Regions from separate parts of the Mus musculus genome. Here all the other regions are linked to region 1. Evidence: chromatin contacts called from public Hi-C, HiChIP or PLAC-seq and promoter capture Hi-C data. All regions are on one chromosome and are shown on one strand. The core of a region is the stretch at or near the end of the contact, and the rest is flanking DNA. Distances in the headings are between cores, read along the strand shown. Region 1 holds the start of Vrk1 (vaccinia related kinase 1). Region 2 has its middle 56 kb from the start of Gm19554. Region 3 has its middle 37 kb from the start of Gm19554. Region 4 overlaps Papola (poly (A) polymerase alpha).

The links. Promoter capture Hi-C pulls out the DNA fragments that hold promoters and counts their contacts. Hi-C and Micro-C count contacts between places; a contact is called where the count stands out from the background. HiChIP or PLAC-seq counts read pairs in DNA pulled down with a chosen protein or histone mark.
Region 2: a contact with region 1 is called in a promoter capture Hi-C map of neural stem cells. The contact joins the enhancer-like site here to the promoter of Vrk1 in region 1. A contact is called at or near these places in 10 of 39 promoter capture datasets (the 3T3-L1 cell line, the HPC-7 cell line, cranial neural crest and 6 more), 1 of 484 Hi-C or Micro-C datasets (Sertoli cells), 6 of 115 datasets of contacts at active chromatin or transcription factors (bone marrow-derived macrophages, embryonic basal ganglia, embryonic forebrain and 3 more) and 3 of 9 other capture datasets (adipose tissue, liver and pancreatic islet).
Region 3: a Hi-C map of ganglionic eminence shows a contact between it and region 1, with 1.6 times the contacts expected there. The contact joins the enhancer-like site here to the promoter of Vrk1 in region 1. A contact is called at or near these places in 3 of 39 promoter capture datasets (cranial neural crest, maxillary cranial neural crest and second pharyngeal arch cranial neural crest), 3 of 484 Hi-C or Micro-C datasets (LSK cells, cerebellar granule neurons and ganglionic eminence), 6 of 115 datasets of contacts at active chromatin or transcription factors (bone marrow-derived macrophages, embryonic basal ganglia, embryonic forebrain and 3 more) and 3 of 9 other capture datasets (adipose tissue, liver and pancreatic islet).
Region 4: an H3K4me3 HiChIP or PLAC-seq map of bone marrow-derived macrophages shows a contact between it and region 1, with 4 times the contacts expected there. The contact joins the enhancer-like site here to the promoter of Vrk1 in region 1. A contact is called at or near these places in 7 of 39 promoter capture datasets (the 3T3-L1 cell line, the C10 cell line, cranial neural crest and 3 more), 3 of 115 datasets of contacts at active chromatin or transcription factors (bone marrow-derived macrophages and embryonic forebrain) and 3 of 9 other capture datasets (adipose tissue, liver and pancreatic islet).

Annotation. Positions count from the first base shown.
Region 1 is chr12:106,008,518-106,012,987 of GRCm38.p6, forward strand. It overlaps Vrk1 (vaccinia related kinase 1), which reads left to right and starts at 1,746. Exons shown (of 14, transcript NM_001029843.2): 1 at 1,746-1,841.
Region 2 is chr12:105,841,188-105,846,296 of GRCm38.p6, forward strand. No RefSeq gene overlaps it. Among named protein-coding and RNA genes, the nearest start is that of Gm19554, 56 kb to the right of the region's middle. Within about 2 kb of position 2,369, at least 26 of the 459 cell types and tissues checked have an H3K27ac peak or open chromatin away from gene starts, as enhancers often do. A contact at or near this core is called in neural stem cells, where this site is marked.
Region 3 is chr12:105,860,038-105,864,811 of GRCm38.p6, forward strand. No RefSeq gene overlaps it. Among named protein-coding and RNA genes, the nearest start is that of Gm19554, 37 kb to the right of the region's middle. Within about 2 kb of position 2,239, at least 24 of the 459 cell types and tissues checked have an H3K27ac peak or open chromatin away from gene starts, as enhancers often do. A contact at or near this core is called in ganglionic eminence, where this site is marked.
Region 4 is chr12:105,820,556-105,825,430 of GRCm38.p6, forward strand. It overlaps Papola (poly (A) polymerase alpha), which reads left to right. Exons shown (of 22, transcript NM_011112.4): 16 at 3,001-3,122. Among named protein-coding and RNA genes, the nearest start is that of Papola, 38 kb to the left of the region's middle. Within about 2 kb of position 3,301, at least 19 of the 459 cell types and tissues checked have an H3K27ac peak or open chromatin away from gene starts, as enhancers often do. A contact at or near this core is called in bone marrow-derived macrophages, where this site is marked.

The sequences.
Region 1 (4,470 bases), core at 496-2,995:
TGGTGTCGGTGGTGTTGGCAACAGCCTTGGAACATAGCCTCAGCAGAGTAGCACTTGACTGAGAGCCATCCAACTGATAATGCCGGAGCCGTGGGTTCTGGAATACATTCTATTCCCACCTTGGAACAGACCAGGCTGTGTTGCTGACTTAACTGTGCTTGAAGGTCAGCCAATTGTCGAGCCAGTGTGGGAGCGGGGACCTTTCTTCCGCACTGGGGGAATGTGGTCACAATGTAACAAGTAATGTGTGTACTTGTTTGTGGGTGCAGAATGGCTTTCACTCAAAGCATTCTGACCACAGAGTCTTGCTGTGTGTGGGACTTCACACTCACGAGATGTGTGAATCTTGAGGCTTCTCTGCTGACAAATAGTCATCGAGAGCTCACCTTGTGCCTGCGTTTCCATCGGCGTGTGTACAGAAAGCAGATGCCGTGAGAGGATTTGTTGAGGAGGGTTTATGTTCCAGGAGGCTGTTTAGAGAGGTGTGGGGTCTGAGCCACACAGGATGAAACAGTAACCTGTGACTCGGGGGCAGCCAGTGTGTTACTAGCTCTAGTCCTAACAACACAATCATCATGGCATGTTCTCATTGCAGACTTGTGGAAAGCCCAGCTGAAGTGACCCTTAGCTAAGGGACTTAGCTGTTCGTGTATGTGTGTGTGATCGTCGTTAGGTGACTTTCCTTTTTTTCTTCCATTCTCAGGCTCCATCATGGATCAAACTCAGCAGAAGTCTGGGAGCAGTGGGCATGCAGTACAGCTGTTTTGTGGATCTGCTCTATGGGGCAGACGGCAAAATAGGAAAGAAATTGGAGCAGGTGTGGGTACCTGGGACGGTGAATTCAAGATATGAAGATCAATGCTGAACTGCACACTGGGCAACAACTCAGATTTCGTAGGGACTAAAGCTCATACAGTGTTTTAAGATCCACCTTAAGAAACAACACAGGCAAGCCGAGTGTGGTGGCGCACGCCTTTAATCCCTGAACTTTGGAGGCAGAGGCAGGCGCATTTCTGAGTTCAAGGCTAGTCTGGTCTACAAAGTGAGTTCCAGAACAGCCAGGGCTACACAGAGAAACCCTGTCTCGAAACTGCCCCCCCTCCAAAAAAAAAAAAAAAAAAGAAAGAAAAGAAACAACACAGGCTAGGAGTGTTGGCTCACATTTTTAACTCAGCTGTTGTTAGTAAACCAAAAATTAAAAAAAAAAAATCAAATTGGTAAAACAATAGCAATAACAAGAACAGCACCGAACCCAAGGCCTTTTCTAGGGCTTCAGAAGCTGCAGATCCAAAGTGCAGCTTGAAGCTCATTCTTCCAACCTCTAGGAAGGAGATGGTGAAACAAAGAAAACTGATGTTTGACAAAAGTAGCTCAAATACTGCGGTGGGTTAAGTAAACACCGAGACGCGCTTCGGATATTTGAAATGAGTCTCTTTGTCTAACCGTTTAATAAATCAAGCAACAGTGAGTACTGGTTATATTTATTTCGGTTCTTAAGGCTTTGAGAGCCACAGTAACATGTAAAACAGCAAGCGGGCTGCAAACCACACTTCCCAGAAGCCCTTGTGCTCAGAGGAACACGCCCCCATCTCGCCTCTTGGAGGTTCAAAGACTACAATTCCCAGCATGGAGCAAGCGTAAGGACCACAATTCCCGGCATGTCCGGAGAGGTGACAGGGAAGCGCGGTCTTCCTCTTTCCCCGCCTCCCCCGCCGTTCGCAGCCAACGGGAAGGCTCTGTACTACGGGGTGTGGAGGGGACGGCGCCGTGGGTAGGTCGCGAGTCTAGGGAAGCGGCGGGAAGTTCGTACTACGCTGTGGACCGCGAGTTGGCCGCTCTGGGTAGGGAGCCGTGGGGTGGTGGCGGGACTATAGGTCCGGTGTTGCTTCAGGGCGGCGCCGCGGCTGGGTCCGGCCTGCCCGGGAATCCTCGCTTCTCTGCCCGATCGCGGAGCTGCCGGAAGCCCGGTTCTAGAAGGCCGCCCGAAGCCTAGCCGGGACCAGGGTGGCGGGGACGGGGACGGGGACGGGGACCTGGACCGGCCGAGCCTGCCACTTCCTTAGCACTGGTGAGGTGAGGCCTCGGGGCACAGCCGCGGCCGGCAGCTTCTCGTTTCCTTCCAAGCTTGCTCCTCAGGTCTCCACCGCCGGTGACCGGGCTCCCGGTGCAGTGTCTTCAGAGGCAGCAAACAGGTCTGCAGCCCAGCGCCAAAGTTTGTTTCCGACCGTTTCCAGGCTAGGTCGCCTTAGATGTAGAACTGCGCCAGAGTCCTTGAGAGATGGGGACACACGCCAGTCCTGGTCGGGTTACCCGTTTATTCTTTTGTCGTTGACGTTAACCATTCTTTACGTCTGCGTGTGTTCTTCCTTTCCGTCCCTCATCGCTTTTGGAGCAATTTGGAAACGCGATTTTGCCTTTGGGAAGGTGGTGGTTAAACTTAGCGGGTCGTTGAAGAGCTTCGTTGCTTTCCTTTTTTAAAAAAAGAAACAAAAAAACAAAACGAAACTAGAATTGACCATCTATTGAGTCTGGAATTCAAAACAGTGAAAAAAGATGTAGATCAGCATTTTATCATCATTATTATTTTGGATTTTCAAGACAGCTTGCTTGCTTGCTTCCTTCCTTCCTTCCTCCTTCCTTCCTTTTCTCTTTCTTTCTTTCTTTTTTTTTTTTTTTTCTGTGTAGCCTTGGCTGTTCTGGAACTTGCTCTGTAGACCAGGCTGGCCTTGAACTCAACAAGAGATCCTCCTGCCTCTGCCTACTGAGTGCTGGGACTAGACTTGCGCCACCCCCACCCCGGCTTAAGAGTTCAGGGGAAAGGCATGTCACTTTTTTTGTGACATGTCGATTATACTGTTTGGGGAAATTTAATTTACAGTTCTGACTGGAATTAAGCATCTGGGCAATTAAGATAATGTTCATCTACCTGGAAAAAGGAATGTAAGTGGACATCACTAAAAATGGCTTTCCCCGTTGTGCTACCACAGATGGCAGACACTGCAGCGCTGCCTTGCTGATGGAGACCGAGCTAACAGGAGCATGGATTGAGGTGGATAACAAGTGTGTTAGGCGTTAGGGATTCCGTACAGCACTAGTATCCAGTACAGATATCACTTTGATAACTGTAATGGCTGCTGCTTATGCCTGGCGTAGCAGAGATGATGAGTGTTTATTTGTTAAACAAATGAGATGGTGGAGTTGATGTGTTTAAGCAGGGAGCCTGGCATCTAATAATAAGTTTGAGTGCCCAGGGAATGGTTATATGGAAAGCTTAGGCTGAGTCTTATTCAAGTATGCATGCATATATTTAAAAATAACAGCAGTGCATTTAAAGTGTTGACAGACCCTAAAATTAAATTTCTTACAGGAAATAGGCCAGCTTTTTCCTCTTAATTTTGAGAACTAACGTAAAATAATAATGAGTGAATGCCCCAGATGTCTAAGACAAAGATATAATTTCCCCCCCCCCAGACAGGGTTTCTCTGTATAGCTCTGGCTGTCCTGGAACTCACTTTGTAGACCAGGCTGACCTCGAACTCAGAAATCCGCCTGCCTCTGCCTCCGAGTGCTGGGATTAAAGGCGTGTGCCACCACGCCCCGCTAAAGATATAAATTTTGACTTTTTTTCCCCCTTAAAGGCCCCTGTAATAGACATGCTATGAATAGGGCTTGATTCGAAAAATAAAATCTTAAGTTATTTTTTATTTAAAAACCAAACATATTTGGAAGTGGGACTTACCTTGCAATCAAATGCAGATGTGTGACTCCAGGGTTTATGCAAATGAGCAAAGGCTCCTGTCTTTAGTCTTCCCGCAGTGGGCCTGCTGGGAATCAAAGTGCTGTGACCTGTCTGAGTGAGATGAGGCTGTGGGGGAAGATGATCTGGATGGGTCCTCAATGGATTGGTTACAGGATGACCTTGGAGTACCTGTGTGTGTGTGTGTGTGTGTGTGTGTGTGTGTTTGCATAGGACATTTTGCATGCTTGTCAAGGGTTTTTGTTGGTTTTGTTTTTTAAGATTTATTTATTTTTGTTTATGAGTACACTGCAGCTGTCCTCAGACACACACCAGAAGAGGGCATTGGGTCCTGTTGCAGATGGTTGTGAGCCACCATGTGGTTGCTGGGATTTAATCTCAGGACCTCTGGAAGAGCAGTCAGTGCTCTTAACCTCTGAGCCATCATCTCTCCAGCCCTGGTTTGGTTTTTTGAGACAGGGTTTCATCATTAGCCCTACCTGTCCTAGTTCTTGCTCTGTAGACCAGGCTGGCCTGGAACTCATAAGAGATCCTCCTGCCTCTGCCTCCCAAGTGCTGGGATTAAGGTGTATACCACCACTGCTCTGTTGTCCAGGTTCTTTTTAAAATGGGAGGGCACAGACTGATAGTGAGAGCCACATGGTAACTGCTAAGTGCAAAATCTATTCTTTCTGTCTTACTGTTTGGGTTGAAGAAGTAAGGATATGAGAGGA
Region 2 (5,109 bases), core at 1,119-3,618, 170 kb before region 1:
TCTTCTCTTAAGCTTGCGTGCTGAAGGATTTGACCTTCACAGTGACAGACTGCTGAGAGAGCGTTCCCTTCCCCAGAACCTTGTCTTAGCCTGATTGCCCAGCATCAGCGACGTGAGCTCCAGGTTTGACCACTGTTGACAGTTGGGCAGAGGCTCTGGCTCCTCTGTTAAGTAGTGGTGCCAGCACACCACCTTTTCCCAAAGCCACCTCGCTGATACTCGTCGAGGTTGATCCTGTGGTTATATGTGTGCCTCCCGTCTTCTGACGCCTCCTGGGCGCGCTGAGCTGGTGTGGCTATGTCTTGCCTCATAGGGGCCCCAGAGTTTCCAGGTCTTCCTCTGGATGGTGTGGTGGCATCAGAAGGAAGAAAAAGAGGCATCCAAGAAGAGGTAGCAGGTGTGGGGGCGGGCCCTAGGCCTATTCCTGAAAGGACGGTTGTGTTCAGACTAGAGAATCCCCAGCGTGTCAGTAATGACTGTACGTGCCATTTTCTTCTAGGTGAGAGCATGTCTACAAAGACTACAGCAGCCTGTATTGATCTCTTGCCTTGGCCTCCAGAATGCTGGGACCATGGTGCACCAGCACTCCTGGCTCATACAGCAATTGTTTTATGAACTTAGGATGAAGCACTCTAATTATGACATGGTTGGCTTCAACATAACCTCAGATTTCCTGCCTCAGTCTCAGGATTACTAGGAAGGGTTATAGGCATGTGATGTCATACCTAAATAATTTGGGATTTTCACTGTTGCTTTCTTGTTGAAATTTTGTGTGTGTGTTGTGTATATGAGTGCATAGGTACATGGACACAGCTTCTGTAAGAGGTCAGAAAACAGTGTTCAGGGTCCACTTTTTCCTCCTTACCATGGGTACCAGGGATCAAACTCGACGTAAAGAGGCTTGCATAGCGAGCTCCTTTATCCTCTCGAGTTGTTTCATCCACCCCTGACTTAGCAGGGTGGGAATATATTTTAAAAATGGCGAAAGTAGCAATGCGTTTTAAAGTATATTTTTAGCTTCACTATTTTGTTCTGCCAGTTAGCTTAGGGTCTGTGTGCTTTTGTTTTTAAGTGGTAAGGATGACTATTAAAGTATGCTTTCTAGGTCCCAGAATTGATGAAGGAAAATCCAGAGATGTGTTTGTATTTTCCTCTGTGGAGTGAGTCTAAGTTGAAGAAAACTGCTTGCCTGGGCTCAGGTTTCCGTCCCCACTTTGTTGTCCTAGTCCCCTCTCCCACTGGACAGGCGGGCAACGCTGAGACGCACAACAAACAGATGAATATGGTGTCTCAGAACACAGTGAATCCAGTTGCAGAGAAGCACCAGAGTCATAAGCCATCCTGTGGTCCTGTGCTTAGGACTCAACTGAGTACTCCACTCCTTTCCTGTCCTTGTGAGGGAAGTCGGGAGGGGGAAGCGTTAGCGGTAAACCCAGCTTTTACGGTAGGGAGGTCTTAGTTTGGTTGTGTCCTGCATTCACCTGCTGTGGCCAAGGGTCAGCTCCTAATGACATTTGGGACTTTTTAGATATTGTGCTCCATTTTAAGACATAGTAAGGGTAGATTTGTCATTAAATAGTTGGCTGAATGTGACCTGATTTTTACTTATTTATTTGTGTGTGTGTCTTAAAATATTTTACAACCCTCTTAGAAGCATTTCTCTTAATTAATTTATAAGATAGTTATTTTTGATCTAACAGATTTCATGCTGAAAATAAGTAGCTTGAATAATTCAAACACCCCTGTTCTGTGGGGCTCTGACACTCCTGCAGACTTCCACTTCAGCCTTGTGTGTTCCATAGTGCGTGTCACATAGTCATGGGGCAGTTTAGATTTTGAGGGTCTTAGGAAGGGCATTTAGTAGTTTTTTTTCCAAGGCTGCCTGGAATGAAGTGTCAAAGGTGTTTCTGGGCTTCACAGTGAGTCTTGGCCACTTGTGCTCCCCGTTGTCTCTGCACATGATGTGGATATTTGGGGGTTGTCTCAGGTGCTAGGCACAAGCAAGCTGCTCTGTCGTTTCAAGGTAGATGTCCCGGCTTTGTGCTTGTCTTGTAGACGCTGTCTCTCTTGGCACAACACTCTCTTCACAAACTTTCACACTGTGCGGTGCCTGGTGCTATGTGATTTCCAGAAATCTGGCATGAGAGCCAGGCCTTGTTTGCGTTTTCTAACGGCAGTGGAGCTGTTAATAAAGAGATTGATGATAAAGTTGTCGAAAAGAGACAGTTGGGCAGAACTGCTCCCCATGAGTGACAGAGGGCATGCTCTGCCTTCACAGCCAAGAATGCTGCCCCCAGCAGAGAGCCGACCGTGCCTGGACACCGTGCCAAGACTGTTGGAGCTTCGCTGCACGAGTAGGCTCCTGCCTTTCCCTCTCATTTCCTGTATTCTCAGTTCTTGTCCCAGGTTCAGGAGTCATTCAGAACAAACATGTGTACTGTGACCCTCCCTCTGCAAAATAAATGTCAGTTCTCATAAGTCACCCCCATTTAACTTAGCAAAAATTAGGTTTTAATCTGAAAGCACAAAAGCTGTAGCTTTTATTAAAAGCCCTCATCTAGGCTGTGTCCTTCAAGTCCTGATGAGTAAGTGCTGTCTACACAAGGGTGTTGAGTGTCACAGCAGTTACCAGTATGACGTGGCTTCCATGCTGTTGGAAGCTTAGGACTGACATCCTGTCTGCCTGCAAAGAATTTGCCTCTAGAATTTAGGGGCTGAGAGCTTTGTCTTGTCTTGTTTGCCTTGAGTCCAGCACCCACTAGACATTGTCTCAACGTTTATATTACATCAGCCAGGATACTACATACACTATTTTTGACTCTTTTAATATCGACTTTAAGGGTACAGTTGTTTTCTGTTTCCTTTTTGTTTATTTTTTGCATTTTTGAGTCAGGGTTTCATTGTAGCTAGCCTGGACCAGGCTGGCACCTCAGCTCACAGATATCTGTTCTTGCCTCTGTCTTCTAAGTGTTGGAGAGCTTGTGTTGTGTGTGCTACCACACCTGACTTGTCTGTAATTTTGTAAGTTACCCCATGTATATGCTTTGGCTTTGTTGAATGTAACCTTTTACTGGCTCCCTCTTTTTTAAATCATTGTGGCTTTTATATTGTTATATGACTTAAATGGGGGCAGTTTTTGTTTCTCAATGGAAAGTCTTTTTTTTTAATGATTTCACTAGCCAAAACTCCCCTGAGACTCATATGCCTCAAATTTAATTTTTAAGTACAGTAACAAATCCTTTGAGTACTTGCCTGGCATATATGAAGTCACCCTGATTTTGATTTCTAGTCAACTCCCCAGTATGTACCTGTATGTTCACCCCCATGTAACTCCCATGACGTCTGAGAAGTAGGGTCTAGTCAGCTGCCCAGGTCATTGTGCCCATGCAGCGCTACCCTGGCACTGGCGAGCGTCCATACTTTGTAATTGCATCTCTGGGCAGCAGTGGAAGTTTCAAGGTTATCCAGGATTTCACAAGGAAGTTCTGACTCATCTCTAATAGGAGATGTTTCTCAGGCTTGTCACTGGTTGGTTTTTAAGATAGTTTTTCTGTTGCCCCAGCTATCCTGGAATTCTGTAGACCAGGCTAGCCTTGAGCTCACAAAGATCCACCTGCCTCTGAGCCATTCACCACCCTTTTTGTTGTTGGCTTTTTTTTCCTTCTTGAAGACTTCTTGATGTGTAACCCAGGCTGGCCCTTAAAGCTAGAAGTTCCTGTTTCAGCCTTTGGAGTTGGGATTATAGGCAAGTACCACTGTGCACGCCTTGGGTTTACACTCTGCCTAACCTGAAGCGCTCGGACATGCCTAAGAGCTAGCTGCAGTGGTGCATGATTTTCACTTAGTTCCTGGGAAGCAGAGGCAGCAGAACCTGTGAATTTGATGCCAGCTTGGTCTACATAGAGTTCTGGCTTTTGTAGCAGAATTTTGATAGGAAGCCACTCTAAAGCAGGTTTGTGCTGCATTGGCATTTAGGGCTGCTGAAATTGTGAGCCCAGTGCCTCGTGCACGGTTGGTACACTGTCTACCAACCTGCTGTGCAAATTGCTGTCCTAGGGAGATGGCCAAGGAGGATCCCCACCCTGGCGTGTGAGGCATCACAGGGTACCAAGGCCTCTGGAAAGATGCGCATCTCATAGAAGAGATCTGTAGGCGTTGTTGCATGTAAGACCTGAGGTGGCTGTGGCACCGAGGCTGGAGTTCCTGTTTTCATGTGTGAGAACTGACTTGCATAGGGGATTCTTTTATTTGTGGCCGGATTGGGGACATGATAGACAAATGCCAGCAGAGCCACTCTAAGTTAATATGATTCTTTACCAAGTTAAGGTAAGCCAGCCTTGCCTCTGGGATAGATAGAGAGACAGAGCTCCATTTCCAAGCCCCAGTGTGCTCAGGTGTTAATGTTAGCACTTGCTTGGTGTGTGGTCTAAGTTCCCTGTTGCTTTCCAGTGGCGATAGTTAATGTTGCTGTGCGGTAGTGGTGCCTGCCCCTGGTTATCTCCCAGTGTTCCTTGATCTCAAGAGCTGGAAGTTGTTAACTTCCTTTGTTGGGGTAGATTTAGAAATGTTAACCTTGGAAGGTAGAATGCTTGAAATTCTGTTGAAGACATTTCGGGTATTTGTGTAGTTGGTATAAGTATCCCCACTGAAGGCCTCCCAGGTAATAGTCTGAGGGGTGAAGGGAAAGGTGGAGGTCCACTCCTTCCCTGCAGACCCCAGACAAGAAAAGCAGGGAAGGAAGAGCATTGACCTGGGCATGGCACGAAGATCATGCCAGACTCGAGCAGCCGCTCTAGAACCCAGCGATTGTTGAGTCATGTCTTGGTAAGCCTTTATCTTTTCAGTGAATTCCATCCCAGCTCTATAAGTTTGCTACTGCACTGGTTTGAAGAAGAGGCCTTGGCCTTCCAGGAAAGAGACATCCTGTGATGACTAGTGACCGCAGCACTGTGTCTCCTGCGTCACCTAGGTCACGAGTAACCCAGGGCATGTCTTTTAGGTTTTGTTCCTGGGCTTTAAGTGGATTGGCATGTGGGCAGAATGTGTTTAAAGGATCATTGTGTTTTGTTTGTTTCTTTTTGAGGGGGGAGTTCGGGTATAAACCTGATT
Region 3 (4,774 bases), core at 989-3,488, 150 kb before region 1:
CCAGAGGACCGCTCATGTCAGCTCTGTCCTTCCAGCACGCGGGTGGGGTGGCAACTACCTGCACCCTGCAGCCCACCTCAGCTCTTTTGGAAGAGTGACATCTGACCCCTCCTCCTCCACAGCCACAGGTTGGAGGTGGGCCCTTCTACTTGCCTCCCCACCCCAACCCCCTGCTGCTGGGGTCTCATTCCCTACATTCCCCAGAAAGCCATTTCTTCTGATTGCATTTTCCCAGGTGCAGCAGTGGGACATCCTAAGGACACATGATATGTGACTGTTGTCGTGTGACTGTTGTCCTGTGACTGTTATCGTGGAAAGTTTACTGAAAGGAGACATACACTCTGGTAGAGAACCTGAGTTCAAGTTCCCAGCACCCATATTGGACTTCTCCCAACTGCCTGTACCTCCAATTCCAGGGGCTCTGGTGGCCTCTTCTGACCTCTGCACACACATGGGCACACTCCAACACACGCACACATACACACACACAAACACACACACACACACATGATAAATCTCTTTTTTAAAAAAAAATGATGGTTAAAGAAAGTGCAAGATGAAGGTGTCCTAGTTTCTTTCCCTGCTTCTGCGATAAAGAATCCAACAAAAAACGACCTGAGGGAGGAGGGGTTTATCCTGGCTCACAGTTCAAGGATGCCGTCCGTCTGTCACAGCCAGGAAGTCAAAGGAGCAGGAACTTGAAAGAGCCACAGCCAGGAACAGGGAAGGATGAATGCCTGCTGGTATTGTGCTCCCCTTTCCCCACACAGCCCAGGGAATGGCACCGCCCACAGTGGTCAGCCTCATCCTCAATACCCCCAAGGTAATTACCCCCAGGTTTGCCTAGAGGCCTGTCTGCCAGGTGATCCTAAATTCTGTCAAGTTGACAAATTAATACTAACTATAACAGAAAGCCCACGAGGTTACACACGCAGATGGTTTGTTGGTATCAATACACTTCTATGAAACCACCCCAACAGCTAAAAATGAACTAAAGGGACATCTGTAAACACTTCACATGTTGCAAGCAAGCAGTGAGCAGCGTGTTCATACCCACACTTGGGAATGTCCAACACAGTTCAGCCAGACCCTTGGACAGCTGCTGCGCCACATACCCTGGGGTGGTGTCCCCACAGTAAGCATCCTGGAGATACGTGGACCACAGCCAGCCAAGGATACTGAAGACAGGACAGGAAGAGTGTGGGTCACTCTTCCTGTGGATCGTGGGGCTGGGGGTGAGTGGTCTTGGGGTCAGAGCATCAGGCAATATCCAAACTCAAAGCTACAAGCAAGCTTTCTTTCTCCTGCAGGGGCCAGAATCATTTTGCACCAGGACAGAGTAGAAAAGGTTGCAAACTGGTCCGTGGTGGTGGGTGCCTGTACTGGCCCATAGTGGAGGGTACTTGTATGGTCAGTTCCAGGTTCCACCTCCTGGACCCATTGGTGTCTATCCTGAGCAGGCTGATTGCCTAAGAAGCCCGTGGCCCAGAGTGTGAATTGCACATACTTCACTTGTGGACTGGAACCTTCTCTGTCTCTGTCTCGCTGTGGATTGAGACTGCTTTCCCATTGTGTGAACAGTATAAACGGTAGCAATAAAAATGGTCTTCCCGCCTTCCCATTTACAGCCCTCTCTTTGTGGGCCCTCCATCCCCAACACGGTCCCTTTTTGACTGGAACATGTCGTCTTGAATCTCACTATGGCAAGGCTCCTCCTAGTCGCAACCGATCCATCTCGAGCTTCAATGCCGATGAATAGGACGGGGGAATGTGGATCCTTGGAGCACAGACAACCTGGAGCATCGTCTTACAAAACTATCATCAGCCAGTCCTGCTTTGGGCCTCTCAAGAGGCCCTGGCTTCGAGGTGGGGAGCCTGGGAGGTGCCAGCTTCCTGCAGGACTTCATTGATCTGCGGGTTAGGTGGTCACCTGCCAACTCTGGGCCCAGGCAGGGTCTTTGTGTTTGTGCCCCTTCTGAAGCCCTCTCCGAGAACACAGATCCAGGAAGGTCGGAGGGTAGAGGAAGGGTTCCAGAAACACAGCGCCTGTGCCCAGGCCCTTGCAAATTCAAGTCCATCTCCTAGAAGCTCTCTATGTGGCCTCTGCTGTGGGACTCAGAGGCTGCCTGGTCATTTGCTCCAGGCTGTGGTCTGCCAGGTCCAAGTGCGTATGCCCAGCTCCTGGTGAGGCCAGCTCCCAGGCTGCTTCAACCTCTGAGTGCCAACTGTCCGCCCCCACAGTCTTCCCTTCTGTCTTCCCCCTAGTTCCTCCCCCTCTCTCCTCCCACTGCATGTCTCCTGCCCTCCTTTCTACCGAGGACTCTTCTTTCTCCTCCATCCTTCCCCCTTTTTCTCTTAGCCTTCCCCAGGGTAACTGGGCTTTGAATGCTTCTTCTTCTGAAGGTATTTCTTAGCGACCGTCCACTCCCAGGCTAACAAAGACCCCCTCATGCTCACTCAGCCCATCTGCCAGAATCACATAGCACCCCCTCCGCCCAGCACCCCCACCCCGACCTAAACAGAACCCCCTCCAAAACTTGTGAAGGGCCCCCATGCTCACACAGGCCCGCTGAGACATTCTGGTGCTGAGGAGCCATCCAGTCGCCTGGAAAGGGCTGACAGCAGACACAGCCCTGGTCGGCAGAGCAGGTCCCCGGCCAGCTGGTGCGGATGGGCCCGCGCCAGGCCATTATTGCCTGGTGCAGAGGTCGAGAGCCGCAGAGCGGCCGAGGCGCTAATGAAACACAAATGGGACATCTGTGTTCCGGAGTTTAGCAAACCACGGAAAGCCAACTTTGCCAAGAGTTTATGTACTGTCGCGCGCAGAACACACCTCCAGCCGGGCTTCAGAGAGCACCAGAGACCAGTCTCCGTTCCCCGCTCCCGCCCTCTCCGCACTGTTTAGGGTCAGCTTCCCTTATGAATCGAGGTGTAGACATGGGGTCTACATGAGCTCCCCAGACTGGGTACATCAAGAGAAGACGTGTGTGTGTGTGTGTGTGTGTGTGTGTGTGTGTGTGTGTGTGTGTGCGTGCATGTGTGTGCGTGCATGTGCAAGTGCCCAGAGGCCTCCATCTCTCCCCACATTTGTCCTAGTTACCTAAGGACCTTGATGTCCTTTCCCATCCCCAGCCGGAGCATAGGGCTGTGGAAGGTGGAGTCCCCTCATTGGTGGGCTTGTCAGAGATGATAGGCAGTGAATCCAGGAAGTCTGGGTTTTCTTGGGCTGCTGATCTTGGTTGGGACACACTTAGCAGCCATATCACCTCCTGGACTGACTTAGCAGGCATGTCACACAAGTGTGACACAGGTACACACACACAGGGTGGATCCCCTCCCTGGGGCATCCTCTGACATCCTCAGATCCATCTTCATCCAGCTACCAGGGCTCCTGGAGGGTTGCGGTTGCAACACGGATAAAGACAGAAGCAGGTTGGTGACTGGGCTGCCGCTCACCATCATGCCCTCAGGTTCCCATGGGCCCGAATAGGGGTCCTTGGCCTCTTCTGCCCCAGAGCCTGGTTCTGAGGAAGAGGGTCCTAGCTTCATACAGCCAGGCCGGAACTCTGCTCAAAAGTGCCCGGTCGGCAGAATGCCGGCGGGGAAAAGGCTTTCCTGAGCTATTTCAGGCCTACTGGCCTGAGCATGGAGTGCTCGCTGAAGCAGAGAGCTGTCTGATGACTCAGTTTTATGTATTTTAGTTTCCAAACAAAAACAGTTTCTGCATATTTCCTGCAGATGGGGGTTATATTTAATAATCTCTGTGTAAGAAGGTTGGACGCATAGGATTGGAAGTATGAGGGGAGCAGAGAATACAGGCAGCAGGGGCCCAGAGGCTTCAGGGCTTGGCCTGTGCTTAGAATGCAGGTAGGCGCAGGCTCTAGCCTGAGAACTATGGGAAGAGGCGCACAGCGGCACAGGGTGTGAGCGACTTGAGAGGTGGCTGAACGCAGTTGGTGCAGCACCGGTTTCCCAAGGTAAATAATAGAGGGAGAGGGCAGGACCCTTGGATAAAGTGATCCTCCTTCCTCTGCCTTCCTTCTGTCCTTTACACGCCAGCACCAGTCACAAGTAGGCCAGGTCAAGAATAGTGCTGTGTTTCCACTATGATTCCCAATATGATGGTTTGTATATGTTTGGCCCAGGGAGTGGCACTATTAGAGGGTGTGGCTTTGTTAGAGTAGGTGTGGCCTTGGAGACACTCATCCTAGTTGCCTGGAAGCCAGTCTTCTGCTAGCAGCCTTCAGGTGAAGATGGCGAACTCTCAGCTCCTGCTGCACCATGCCTGCCTGGATGCTGCCATGTTCCCGCCTTAATGATAATGGACTGAACCTCTGAACCTGTAAGTCAGCCCCAACTAAATGTTGTCCTTGTAAGAGTTGCCTTGGGCTGGGTATGGTGGGGCACGCCTTTAATCCCAGCACTCTGGAGGCAGAGGCAGGCGGTTTTCTGAGTTTGAGGCCAGCCTGGTCTACAAAGTGAGTTCCAGGACAGCCAGGGCTATACAGAGAAACCCTGTCTCAGAGAAAAAAAAAAAAAAAAAGAGTTGCCTTGGTCATGGTGTCTGCTCACAGCAGTAAACCCTGACTAAGCCACCAAAGAAGACAATCAGAATTTGAGCTGACATAGTAGGATGTCAACAACACGGCAAGCACAGGCTCCGTCCGGTCCCAGCTGGTTCTGGTTCTGGCTGTGGACAGATCCACCTTTTGGAGTCTCACAGAGGTTTTCAAGGCTAGAATGATAAGTGTGTGAAATAGCAGGCACAATGTTC
Region 4 (4,875 bases), core at 2,051-4,550, 190 kb before region 1:
CGTGCATTTAGTAATGTTTAATATAAATAACTTCTATGTTGATCTAGGTCTTAAAGTTAGGTGGGACCTTCTATAATATGATTTGTCTGTAATTTGAGACAAACAGCCTATTTCAGTCATCTTGAAGCTTAGAGACTGAAGTGGACATTTTGGTAACTTAGAGACATTTAACTGATGGTGAAGATGGGGCCAGGGGAGTATTGTCAGCTCATGCAGTCCGGGACAGTTAGACCTGTGCGTTGGATGAACTTGAATTCTTAGGTAAAGGTGAGAGGTTTTAGTTGAAAGCTTTAAAGTCATAGAATGAGTTGTCAAAATCTTTGTGATTTGTGTGTAGATGTACACAGCAATTCAAGGAATTTGTGAGCCTTACAGGGATGCCTGTGTGCTGTCCTAAAGCACTAGTTCTATTTAAAACATCCTCCAGATCACACTTTAAAACAGGCTAATTAATTAGCATTTTTACTTTTCTCACTGAGTTTTCCTCTATGAAAATTGATTTAATTAACATTTTATAAAGATTTAATCTACTTAACTGAAAAGAGGGGTAATGGAGACAATTTATTTAAAAGTCACTTTGACACCAGTAAATTGCAGTGAGGAGAGAGGTAATACTCTCTTTTCTGCTGTTTTGCTTTCTGGAGTTTGGTTCCACCAAACCCATTGCTCTCCTGCTCTGACCCGCTTGGGAAGTGATGAACCTTTTTTCCAGCAATGCCACAGTGTACACGCTGTCAGTCACTGAGTAGTCTGCATGTGTGAAATAGTGTGTGAAAGGCCACTGGCTGGGAGGGTGTGAAAGCTGATGAAGGAAGGCACAGGCAGACAGAACTGATTGGTACTCACTGAAAGAAAGCAGCAGACACATTCCCAGACAGGGGACTGTGGTACTGAGAAGCCAAAGTCCTTTTGATACTGTTAAGGGGGAAGTTACTTGGTTCTGTCATGGGACTCCTGTCAAGGCCCATCTGAGAGACAGACAGACCTCTTCTTACTTAGTAGAATTTACAATGTAAGTAAAACACTGGCTAGATTCAGATTGGTTGTTTGTATGAGGTACCCTGGTCGTTAAGGTTTGTGAGACACCATACGTCTAATGTCAAATGGTCATGCTTACGTGACTGTCCACTTCATGCAGAAGGAAAGGCCAAGTTCTGCTTGTAATTTGTGGTACATCATCTTCCTTCCTTATAATATTACTGTTCATTGTCTGTATATTTTGGGACTAGAAAGGTAATAAAGTTAGAGGGTGTTTCCAGCACAGCTTGTTAATTATATAGCAGTTTGCAAGCAAGACTTGTTACTTAGACACAATGGATACAAGCCAAACATCCATTGCTACTTAGGATTAGGGTTTTCTTTTAAAAATATTTTATGAGGATTTATTCTATGTGTATGGGTATTTTGTATACATGTATATATATGCACTGTGTGTATTCCTGGTGCCTACAAAGATCAGAAGAGGGTGTCTAAGCCCCTGAAAGTGGAGTCCTGGATGGTTATGGGTTGATGCTGAGTAGGTACTGAGAACTGGCAAGCCATCTCTCTAGCACCAGAGTGTTTTCTAGCCGAGTCTTAACAGCAATCTTAGGAAAGCTCTTTGTTAGGAATTTAGAGGTCTATGGGTCTAACCTTGACCATGGCCTCTTCTCTCTTGGCTTCTGTGGTTCCTGGTCAGGGTGTGTGGTTTTTGGGGTTTTTTTTTCTTCCTGAAATACTGTTGGACTCAGTTACTGTCAGCTTACTTTGCACTAAAGTCATTTGGGGTTTGGCGTAGGGTTTTGTTTTGTAGCTTAGATTGTTCTAGGACTGGCTCTGTGGCTTAAGTTCTGTTTGATGGCAGCTCAGTGTCCTGTCTTAGTCCTTGGTCACTTGACAGTCTATCTTATTCTGTCCTCTCCACTGGATTCTGCAGCTTGCTTGTGCTTTTTCCTGCTGTGTTTCCAGCTGCTACAATGGTTTTATAGTTGTGCAACCAATATTTTTGTATGGATTGACTGAATCCCCCCCCCTCGCACACCTTTTGTTTTTTTAAATGTAGCCCAGCCTGCCCTTGGACTTACTATGAAGGTTAAGATTACATTCAACTTATTCTCTGCTTTCATGACTAATTGTTGGGGTTTTACAGGTGTTGTACCATATAACCTCACTTAAATATTCCCATTTTGAGGTACTGTGATCTAAATATTTTGTACTTACTGATAGCATCTTCTTTTTGAGCCATAATTTATTTTTTCATAATAGAAAATATAGAAAGAATTAAGAGAGTTTTTCATGGAAAATACTTTTCTATGGTTTTGGTTTTTGTGGGTTTTTTTGTTTGTTTTTTGTTTTATGTATTATGTAGCTCTCGCTGTCCTAGAACTCACTATGTAAATATGGCTGGCCCTGAACTCACAAGGATCTGTCTGCCTCTGCCTCCATAGTTTGGGGATTAAAGGTATGTGCCACACACCATGTCTTCATATATATAAAGTGTGTGTGAAAGTGTGTCTGTGGGGGTACAGGTGTTCATGGAAAGGTGCTATATCCCCGGGAGTTGGAGTTCCAGGCAATTGTGAGCTGGGTTGTGTTATTCAGACTCAGGTCTTCTGCACAAACAGCACTTTCTCTTAACAGCCAAGAGCCTCCAGTCGTTCTTGGCTTGTGAGGTGTCTTCAGGTGTGGCTCCTTACTGTGTGAGCAGCAGGTGGTGTCTTCCAGGATTAAAGTCTTAGACTTTGTGGATGATGGAAAGACAGATGTACAGAGTTCTTTGAATTCTGTTATTTCCTCAACAGTTATTCTTGCTTTTTATTAGCACATGGAAAGTTAGTGTGCTAAAGGATCGAATGTGCATTTGCTCTTTGTTACATACGTGACTTGCCTACTATTGGATTGCATCCGACTAGGGACAGGCGGTGGGAAAGGTTCCCACTTACATTACTTTTCTTCTAGACGAATTTAGATCTGCCCTTATGTAACTATTTCTGTTCTTTGTAACAATGTCTGCTTGTATAGTTTATAGGCAAGCAATAAACAGCAAAATGTTTGAGTTGGATATGAAGATTGCAGCAATGCATGTGAAGAGAAAGCAACTCCATCAGCTGCTGCCTAGTCACGTGCTTCAGAAGAGGAAGAAGGTAAGCCAAAAAGGAACTTGATGGTGCCACCAATACAGTGCTTTGTATAAGTGCCAGCTGATGTTTCAGAACTCCCGTCCCTTTAGGGATGGGTGCTATTAACTGAGGACAGCATCTGACAGACTTGTCAGCTTGTGAGAGACCGTGTTCTCATTGTCAGCTTGTGAGACCTTGTTCTCAGCACTGTGTTTGTGTCCTTGTCTCATGACTGGAAAGAGGTTAATGTGACACTCAACGCCCTGAGTTTGTATAGCCATATTCTCTCAGAAAGAAAAACACCTTTAAACTTTCACACAAGTGTCTATTCTTCTAAAAGAACAAAGTTGTCATTACATGTTCAAACAATACTTTAAAGAGGGACAGTGTCTTCTTATTTACTGTAGGAGAATAGGTATATTTCTAAAAATTAAGAGTGGGCTCTTGAGATGATTCAGCAGGTGGTCCGCTGGTGACCTGAGTCCAATCCCTCAGACCTGCAGGATAGAAGTGACCCCTGCAATTATTCTCTGACCTCCACAGCCTTGTTGGGTGTGTATGTGTGTCCTGTCACCCCCCTTCTTTCTGATTGTACAAGGGACTGGAGAGGTAGCCTAGTTGGTAGAGTATTTGGCTAGCATGCACCTGGGGTTAACCCTTAGCACTTCATAAAATAGGCATGATGATACATGCCTGTGATCCCAGGACTTGGAAAGGTGATGGCAGAGGGGTTAGAAGTCAGGGTCATCCTCTGATACATACAGGATCTATGATAGCGCCCCCCCCCCCATATACACACACAAAAGAAAATTTGTTACTATGCCCTGCATTGTAGCAAACCCCTGTATTCTCACCAGTTGGTGGGAGATTGGAGGAATTGCAAGGTGAGGGTGGTTTAAACTGTATATACCAGATTCTAGGCCAGCCTGGGCTACATGGTATACTTTGTACAGTAATTGCAAAGTAGTTACAAAGGACATTGCTCTCACTGGTTACCAGAGGTAAAGTAGTGTCTTGTTCTGATGTTTATATCTTGAATAACAGAATATTTTAACCTTCTTATATTGAATGCATTGGTGCATAGAAACAGTGACTTGGACTTGTGCCCGGCAGATAGTAAATAAATAATCAAGTTATCTGAAATTAATGCCAAGATCAGTTACAGCTTAGGGGTGGGTAGGTACAGAGATATCTGGACATGATAGTTTCAGGTGACAATCTTGTCAGCTAAGTCTGATTGTAACTCACGCTGGCTCCTGATTGCTGGAGTTAATTAGCTACATGTGTTCATTCCTGATAAGGAAGTTGCTCGAGTAGACGCCATATCGCCTTTGTTGGCTTTCAGCACTCCTGAGGCCCAAACTTAGCTCCCTGCTAAGCCTGTGTAACCATTGCAGCCACAGGACCGTCTGATAGGAATGTGTTAAAATTATAGCAGTAGCTGTCGGTAGTTGCGCATGCCTTTAATCCCAGCACTTGGGAAGCAGAGGCAGGTGGGTTTCTGAGTTCGAGGCCAGCCTGGTCTATAAAGTGAGTTCCAGGACAGTCAGGGCTACACAGAGAAACCTTGTCTCAAAACAAAACAAAACAAAACAAACCCTAGAGCATTGCAGTGTTAAGTTTTCCATAGTTAAAACTCAGAATCACGGGTGTCAAAAGTGGATGCCAATAGGCTGCGCTCTTTTTGTTCTGGCAGTATGCGTTTTAAGAACTCATGATAACAGCTATTACCGGTTTCTAGAACCATGAATTTTTATCAGCTTTTAAAGTCTTACTA